3 separate regions of the Zea mays genome follow, and regions 2 and 3 are each linked to region 1. A link is a contact called in public Hi-C data. All regions are on one chromosome and are shown on one strand. Each heading gives the region's core, a stretch centred on a gene start, on an enhancer-like site or on the middle of the called end of the contact. The rest is flanking DNA. Distances are from core to core; before and after follow the strand shown. Region 1 overlaps LOC103652949 (coiled-coil domain-containing protein SCD2). Region 2 holds the start of LOC103652948 (RNA polymerase II C-terminal domain phosphatase-like 3). Region 3 has its middle 49 kb from the start of LOC100285107.

Region 1 (2,700 bases), core at 145-2,644:
ACTCTGTAGATGCTAGTCTAGTGATACCCCCGGTCATCTTCCTGTGGATGGATGTCTATGTTTCGCTGTACTTTGATGAATAAAGGTTAAGACATTATGTCTGTTTGAAGTGTAATATGTTAATATACTCGTTATTTATGCTTTTATGCATTGTTCTTTTGATATATTACACTTGTGACGTCAACATATGTGTGGAAATAGATCCTGGCACACATATGCTATGCACCCGGCTCTGCCCTTTGGAAACGGGTGTGACATTGGCGTAAATAATACATGTGGTAGGCATAAAACACAATAATCGAAAAGAAAATTGCGCCGGATCGGAGGATGTCACGCGCGATCATCGTTGCGCGCATCTCGGGCCTTCCGTGACACCGCTCGCTCGAACATTGCGCCTCATGCGTCGCCGTCGCTACTCGCACGTCGACGGGCGTCGCTTGCTCGTCGGCCTTGGAAGTGCCGCCTCCTCGGGACCTCGAGGACGCCGCCGCTTGCCCGCACAAGGGCCCCGCTGTCGCTCGCCCTTTGGATCGGGGAGCCGCCGCCACAGACCTGGGAACCGCCGCCACTACTCCGGATCGAGGAACCTCCGCCACCGCGCGTCGAGGTCATGGAGTTGCGGCCACCGGCTGGGGGTCCACCGCGGCGCACGCTCTGGGGCAACCGCCATCGTCGCACGCGGCGTCGCTAATGAATCGGGGTGGAGCGTAAAAAACTGAACCCTAGCACTCCGGGTCCTGTTTTATAGACGTCCGGATGTGGTCCGGCTCGACCGGATTGCACCGTCCGACCTGGGCTTCCTCTAGTTATTGGAAACACAGGCCTCCTAATATATATATATATATATATATATATATATATATATATATATATATATATATATATATATATATATATATATATATATATATATATAATAATCCGCCATGCACGCACACATTTCCGGGCAGAACATGACACGCACGGCACGGGAATATACAAAACCCCAGCCGAAAGCAACGACACGTAGTTAGCTGGGACCTACAGTTTGGTTCTGACTTGTGAAAGAGAGCTGTCACAAGCTAGCTGAACACTAGAGGAATTAGGCCGGCTTAGCTCACTGCTAATGCGGCTAGATTGAAGAATCGATCGGACCGGTCGTCGACGTCGACCGATCGCACAGGAAAAGGGCATGCACACGCACGTTGTGTATATATGCGCGCCTGTGATTCAGAAACAAATTGACGTCGAAGTACTGAGATGATGTGCCTCTCGTGATTTTCTAGGTGCGTTTGACTGTCTGCATCGCCATGTAATGTTGGATAGGTGCTGCACAGTATAGCTAATAGCTATACCCTAACGTTGCAGCTCGCTCGTCGCTGTCTGATGGGTCTAAAAACTCGCTGGACCCAAAACTGCACCTGTATGCAAGCGGCCGGCTGCATGATCTGACAGCCAAACAGGACGAGGGCCTCGTTGGGCTCAGTTTTATCTGGGCCTTTTATTTTCTGCCGGGTTCGTTTTCTTCTTCTTCCTTGAACAGAGGTTGTTTTTCTTTTTTTAGCTCTGGTACAACACGCTCACTGATTGCTTGATGCTTGCTGATAGAAAAATCGAGTGTTGCTTCAATGCCCTTCATGTGGCCTCAGACTCAGAGTCCAGGACATGTATATGGCATGTTCCTCTGTTGTTGGACTGCATGCCGTGTAACGGTACCTATACATGCAGAGTCGGCTGACCAGCCATTCTTCTATCTATCGCGCCTTTTCGCCGTGCGCATCAACACACTCTCCGTTGCACACCTCAAGCTGCCTTTTACAAACAACAAAAGCGGGGGGTGGAAGTTATGTACATCGGGGAGAGTCAGTGAACTGTTTGTGACAAAGCTGAAAAACCAAAACCACAAAAAATGTTTACATGTCCCAGTTATCTGTATGATATACAAATATATGGCTGGAGCCTGGACTGCATTTGGGTGGGAGATGGCCACCGTCGTCCGCTCAGGCTGTTACTGTTAGGTCAGGTCCTCGACATCAGATGGACTGTCTTTGGCAAGGTTCGCCTCGTGGCGGGAGAGCTCCCACAGGAGCTGCTCGATGCCAAGCTTCCTCAGCTCGTGTATGCCTTGCTCAACTGCGAGAACAATGCCCAAGGTATATAAGTCATCTCCGGACTGATTTTCACGGCCAGCAATCACCGTCGTGGCTTCTTCAAAGTTCAGTGTGGCAACAGCCTCAAGCATACTACAAGAAAGCAGTCAGAAGAAAAGAAATTATACCATCCACAGCGTCATGTGACGTTGGTTGCTGGCCGTGTCGATCGATCCACATGTGCAATCGCTCCTCGGCAATATCTTCTTCCACGTTGTTGGTCTTAGCCCTCCTCCAGAAAAATATGAGCCAAGCCTGGGTCGCGGCACCAGAGTTGACGGCCACCACATAAGAACATTGGCGTTTACATAATGAATTTTATCAGTAACTTCGCACAGAATTAACCAACTTGCTGGTTTAAGTCAGAGTCTCAGAGTAAAAAAAAAGGAACGGGGACGGTACCTGCTTGAACTGTACATCTTCTTCCTCCTCCTTGCTTAGGTCTGCACAACTCAGATTAAGTATGGTCATGGATTTGTAGAGTTCCCCAGCAGGACAAACATGGCACTGGGTGATACTACAGCTAACCAGCCAACTAATGTTGAAAGAACATAATTCTCGTATAGCTAGC
Region 2 (2,700 bases), core at 124-2,623, 180 kb after region 1:
TAATGCAATGCAACAAGCATCAGCCCTACTTCAAGGGAGGGAACCAACAAACATTTGATGTAGGCCTTACAGTGGTGAGTGTGTCAATTCCAATAAACGCCTGCTGCATGAGGGGTTCAAGGATAGCCATCGGGCTCCCGTTCTCCAGTTCCTGGAACAGAGGCTTCAGGTTCTCGAAGCAGGTATGCAGTCGTGCGCATGCACCCTCGAACGACCTGCAACATGGCAGCGGTTACAACTGGTTTTCTCAGACACCTGAAACAAAGCCTTTGTTCAAGGAAAAACATGAAGCATATGCCCATATACTTCTCAGCTTCCTCAATGGAGACCATCTCGAGCTCCTCCAGTATACTCCCCACACGCTGATCAAGGTTCACCTCCTCTTCCTCAGCAGCTGGGACAGGCACAACACTGGCACTTCCATCGATAGCCACCGACTCTGACTTCTCCGGGGCGTCGGAGTCCAAATCGATGGTCTCAGGCTGCGCAGGAGCAGGCGAGGCCAAGGCCTCCACAGCCTCCCCCTCCTCAATCTCGCCCTCTTCCTTCTCTCCGTCGGAGACGTCCACGGCGTGCTCCACCTCGTCGTCGTCTGGGGCAGGCGGTTGTAGCCCCAGCGGCTTATTCCGCACGGCCTGCGACCACGCAAAGCTATTGAAGGCATAGCGAAAGTTCCGGGCCATGTAACCCACGGCGGGCGGGGCCACCCAAGACCTAGATCTCGGCCCCGCCGCCGCCGCCGCGCCGCCCAACGCCGACGACGAGTCCTTCTTGAAGTCGTCAGCCGTAATCTCCTCTATGGACCCCGAAGAGTCCCTATCCGACCCCTCGCCCCCGCCCCCGGCAGCAGTGACCAAATCTCCGCCCGCCGCAACCACCGCCGACCGCGGCTGCTCGCGCGCCATCAAGTCAACCAGCCTTTCCTCGTCCTTGGGCGTGACCGTCACGCGCATATGAGACCGCTCCTTCCTCCCCCCCTCCACCAACCACGCCAAAACTCCGTCACAAAAACTCCGGCGCCTAGGTCTCACCCGCGGCGCCCGAATCCGACGACCAGGTCCTCGATCTGCAGCGCTCGAGGCTCTGAACTGTATTCTGCCAGACAAATCGCGTAAATCGACAGCCGCAGCGCTGAAACCCGGCGGATCGGAGCGCACGCGCTGGGGGCAGGACGGAGGCAGCACGCGAGATTTGGGCGAAGAAAAGAGAGGATGAAGAGGAGAGGGGTGACGGGACGCATATGTAGAGCACGCCGGGTCGGATCCGGCCGTTGGGGTTTGAGTTGGACGGTGTCGATCCGGACACGTCTTGCCGGGGCTGTTCGCGTTGGCTGCACAGTCTATACAAGGCCACATACATGGACGACATGGCACAGCGCGGCTAGGCTGATGTCATGCTCTGGCTTATATTCCCCTGCCAGTCCTGCGGTCTGGATTATGCTTATGCCCTTGCTCTTTGCTTTGCATTTATCAGTTCATTTTGGTCATGTGCTTTCCTAGTGAATTGATATTTTGTTGGCTTCAGCTTTAAAATCAGTTTTAGGGCTAGTTTAGAAACTTACGTTCTCTACGGAATTCTCGGTGATTGAATAGAAAAATAGCTTATTTTTCTCTCAATCCACGAGAATCCTGGATAGAATTTAAGTTTTTCAAACTAGCCCTTATAGGTTTGAGAAAACATTTTTTAAGAAAAAGACAACACAAAGAATTGGAAGAAACTAGTATATTTTAGTTCCACCAAAAAAACTTTGACAACAAACGATGCTAAAACAGCTTTTAGAAACATCATGTCTCACCATGAATTTTCTAGAGAAATTAAAAACAGTTTTACGGTGCTAGGGCAGAAAGCCAGAAACCCTACCAAAAAGTCCCTCTCTTTGTTGAATATGTTGGGTACTTATTTTTTCAGATTGAACTTGTGTAACACTACTCGGCACTTCTTTTGTCCTCGTGGAATAGAGAAAAGTCTGTTTTCTAGCGAAACTCGATCTCGATAGTAAATTTGTTGCATCTTTAGTAGTGTATCTTTCTTACCCATGTTTGAAGAGCTATGGTGGCAAAATAGCTACACCAAACTTGTTATTATTGATTATTAGTTTAGAATTTGCTCCATATGCTCTATATGATTTAAATTGTTAAATTTATCTAAACCAAACTAACCACATGCCAAGTAAATAGAGGCACAAAAATATTATACCAAAAATTACTCGTCACGTTATTGGCACGGCCACATTGGAATATTGGATATAATTAACCCAAATAATTTTTTAGGTTTTGACTCTACCTAATTCATTCTGGCATGGATTGTAGTTCCAACAGAGAACATCATTAAGCACTCGCTCTCGGAGGCCATTAGGAGCATGTATCATTCTCAACGATGTTGGTGTGCAACAACGCGAACTATGGATATTGTCTCCCGTGGAAAATAAGCTACACTATGTATTAGAATATCTACTATATCTAAATAAGATAACATGTGAGTAGAGAATTGTATATCATTATCACTAAACGTGCAACGAAGTAAAAGAAAAGTGTGATGATATAATGGAAATAGCCATGGGTCATTGCATACCAATACCAACATATTTACTCATGCTTTTTAAGTTTGTTGTTAATCAACATCGTAGCAATAATAGCAGTATCTCCACAATATCAACACGTCCAAGGATGAAATACCACAACTTCAGTGTGCTAGCATAGC
Region 3 (2,700 bases), core at 188-2,687, 190 kb before region 1:
ACAAAACGCTACCACACCATACTTGCTCAAGAAAAGAAAAATAACAAGGTGATATCCATCAAGATCAACAAGCAAGCCAACAAAGGTAAAGGGGCCAAACGGATTTGGGTGCCGAAGTATTTTATTTCAAACATGAAGAGCACCAAAAAAAGTTTGGGTCCCGAGAGGAAAGTGAGAAGTCCAATAGACTTTAGAAAATTTGGAGACTTGGCAAAATTAGGATGTGTATCATGGGATACATCATATCACATCAAGTTTATTGCCAAGTGGGTTAGTGAAAATTATGGACCCAATCTCTCCACCCATATTTAGGTAGCTAGATTTATCATGCCATATTTTTTATATGTGTATCTTTATTTAAGCATCTAGTTTACCTTTATGCCTAGTATTGCTTTTAATTGTTATGTTCTTAAATTGGTATTAAATTGAATATCATATATTATATACTTTTAATTATTATTTGTTTTCAATTGATAAACATGCATATACTAGGAACATTATTGGTAGGATTGCTCGATTTAAACTAATACTCTTGGAGCAAAACCTATATAGTCTAAAATGTTAAATAAAGCATGACACATAGGTTGTTTAAAATTCCTAAACAAACGATATATGTTTCTGTTTTCAATTGGTATCTCGTTTAAGTTCCATAAATTTTTAATTGATATTGTTTTGAATTACATGTATCAAAATTTAAATTGTAGATAATTTACCTTTACGTATCACCTAAGGTAATGCTCACGTGACATTATCCTTTCAAGTGGTTTCTTGACCTTAAAGTTCAAAGTACATGTCTCCTGCAAGTATTGAAAACTTGTAAGCACACTTTTAAGGGGAGTTTACTCTATAGTTTATTATCTTTGAAACTAACATAATTTCTAACATTATTATGTATGTAGTAGTTTCATTGAAGACAAATAGAATCTTCGAAGAAAGACGATACGCTTCCACTGCAAATCGATATCATATTGTGATTGATATCGAAATCGATATCAAAACCTCAACGTTATTTGCTTGATTTCTTCATTTATACTAAAATAACATGACATATTTCTTTCACCCTACGTACCAAACTACTCCCTCCAGTTCCGAACTAAAAGTCGTTTTGGATAAGGTTTGAGTCGAACTTATAAAACTCTGACTACAAATAACCATTTTGTTATTTCGTTTTGAAATCTAATAGTCATATGTACCGATTTACCTTTAAAAGTACTTTTACAAAAAATATAAATGTATTAAGAGTTTATGTGTATTTTAATAATAAAACATTGGTTAAAGCTATACTGTGGAGAACAACTTGAGGTGGTCGGGCCATTCAGATTCGCTACCATCGGGGTCAGGGACCGGCCGGAAGAAGCAGGGGTCAGGTGCCCGGCGAGGCGGCGACTGGCTAGTTAAAAGGGAGGGCGAGAAGTTGGGCCTCACGGCGCAGTGCACAGGCCCAGTTAGAAATATCCAACGGGCCAACAGCTACGGTGCAACAACAACTGCGAGATGGGCCTCACACGACAACCCGAGTCACCCGATCAATGAAAAAGAAAACCTGTTTTTTTTTCTTTCTTACCTTAGTTCGTTCGTTCGAAACAAAGGTGTAGACTGTTGCTTGAAACTTTTTTTTTTTTGTAGCATGAACAGAAACTCCGAGAGGCATCAAATTCCGACACGTGGCTTGAGGACTTTGAGGAGTCAACGAATTCAATAGGCTCGCTCTCTGCATGCATCCCACCCACCGCCGTATCTGCCGGAACTTGGAAACGGCATGGCGCTCATGCGTGGATCGTAGGCCACAGCTCGCTCGAACTCGGCCGCCGCGCTCATCGCTGCTGCCATGATCCATGGCCCCCCGTCTCTTCTGCTGCCTCTGCTCCCTTGACACTCCTGTAATAAAACCTCATGGCCAGCCATCATTGTCCAACGCTGTGTAGAAAGACGGCCATCAGCCCATCACATGCCATGCCAGCCTTTTCCTTCCGTGGAATAATCGATGGCCGAGAAGAACACCTTTTAACTGAACAATGCCTGAGAGGGATGATGGGCATGGAGTGGACTGGAACTGGAACTGGATCGCACTCACTCAGCTCAGCTCAGCTCAGCTGGGCTTCCATACGAACCGACGAACGTGAATCAGAATCACAACCGACGGGCTCTCGATCTCTCATGGTGCTGGTGCCCCCACCGTACCCCTTCCAGGTGCTGTTCTGCGTTGCATTTACAGGTGTTCATCTCGGCCGCTCGCTAGCTCCCACGGCGCCGTCCATAGCTTTTCTTCGGCATCATTGCTTGCCGTTTCCTCAAATCCCGCAACTCCTCACGGCAACGCCATAAGACCATGCTCCAGGTTTTCCAGCTATATACGTATATCACATTGCTACTCGCTAACACTTTGGTGTTTGGTTCTTGTTTGTAACGCGACCTCAATATGGATAGGTAACTAATACGGCTACACCTGTTTGTTTGCGTAGAGCTGTAATCACATTACACGTAAACGAATACTGTTTGTTTGTTTGCTTAGGCCTCCATATTTCGTTCAACCTCGCGCTCTCACCTCCCGCCACCGCCACACACCGGGAGAGTGCGAATAAGGTTTTTGGGAAGCGTTCTCACGCGTCTGCTCGCGATCTTCTGACGTCGTCGACCCTGTTGATTCTGGTGATCATCAACCCCGCTGCTTCGACGTCGTCGATCCTGCTGATTCCGGCC

Evidence for each region. Hi-C and Micro-C count contacts between places; a contact is called where the count stands out from the background.
Region 2: a Hi-C map of leaf shows a contact between it and region 1, with 4 times the contacts expected there. The contact joins the promoter of LOC103652948 here to the enhancer-like site in region 1. A contact is called at or near these places in 4 of 25 Hi-C or Micro-C datasets (leaf and tassel).
Region 3: a contact with region 1 is called in a Hi-C map of tassel, with 4 times the contacts expected there. The contact joins two enhancer-like sites. A contact is called at or near these places in 4 of 25 Hi-C or Micro-C datasets (bundle sheath, ear, leaf and 1 more).

The regions. Positions count from the first base shown.
Region 1 is chr4:24,442,460-24,445,159 of Zm-B73-REFERENCE-NAM-5.0, reverse strand. LOC103652949 (coiled-coil domain-containing protein SCD2) reads right to left here. Exons shown (of 16, transcript XM_020552484.2): 14 at 2,532-2,572; 15 at 2,258-2,384; 16 at 1,774-2,112. The coding sequence ends at 1,994. Among protein-coding and RNA genes, the nearest start is that of LOC103655158, 8.7 kb to the left of the region's middle. Within about 2 kb of position 1,394, at least 18 of the 20 cell types and tissues checked have an H3K27ac peak or open chromatin away from gene starts, as enhancers often do. A contact at or near this core is called in bundle sheath, ear, leaf and 1 more, where this site is marked.
Region 2 is chr4:24,261,755-24,264,454 of Zm-B73-REFERENCE-NAM-5.0, reverse strand. It overlaps LOC103652948 (RNA polymerase II C-terminal domain phosphatase-like 3), which reads right to left and starts at 1,373. Exons shown (of 11, transcript XM_008679934.3): 1 at 307-1,373; 2 at 71-215. The coding sequence starts at 1,355.
Region 3 is chr4:24,636,833-24,639,532 of Zm-B73-REFERENCE-NAM-5.0, reverse strand. No RefSeq gene overlaps it. Among protein-coding and RNA genes, the nearest start is that of LOC100285107, 49 kb to the right of the region's middle. Within about 2 kb of position 1,437, at least 17 of the 20 cell types and tissues checked have an H3K27ac peak or open chromatin away from gene starts, as enhancers often do. A contact at or near this core is called in bundle sheath, ear, leaf and 1 more, where this site is marked.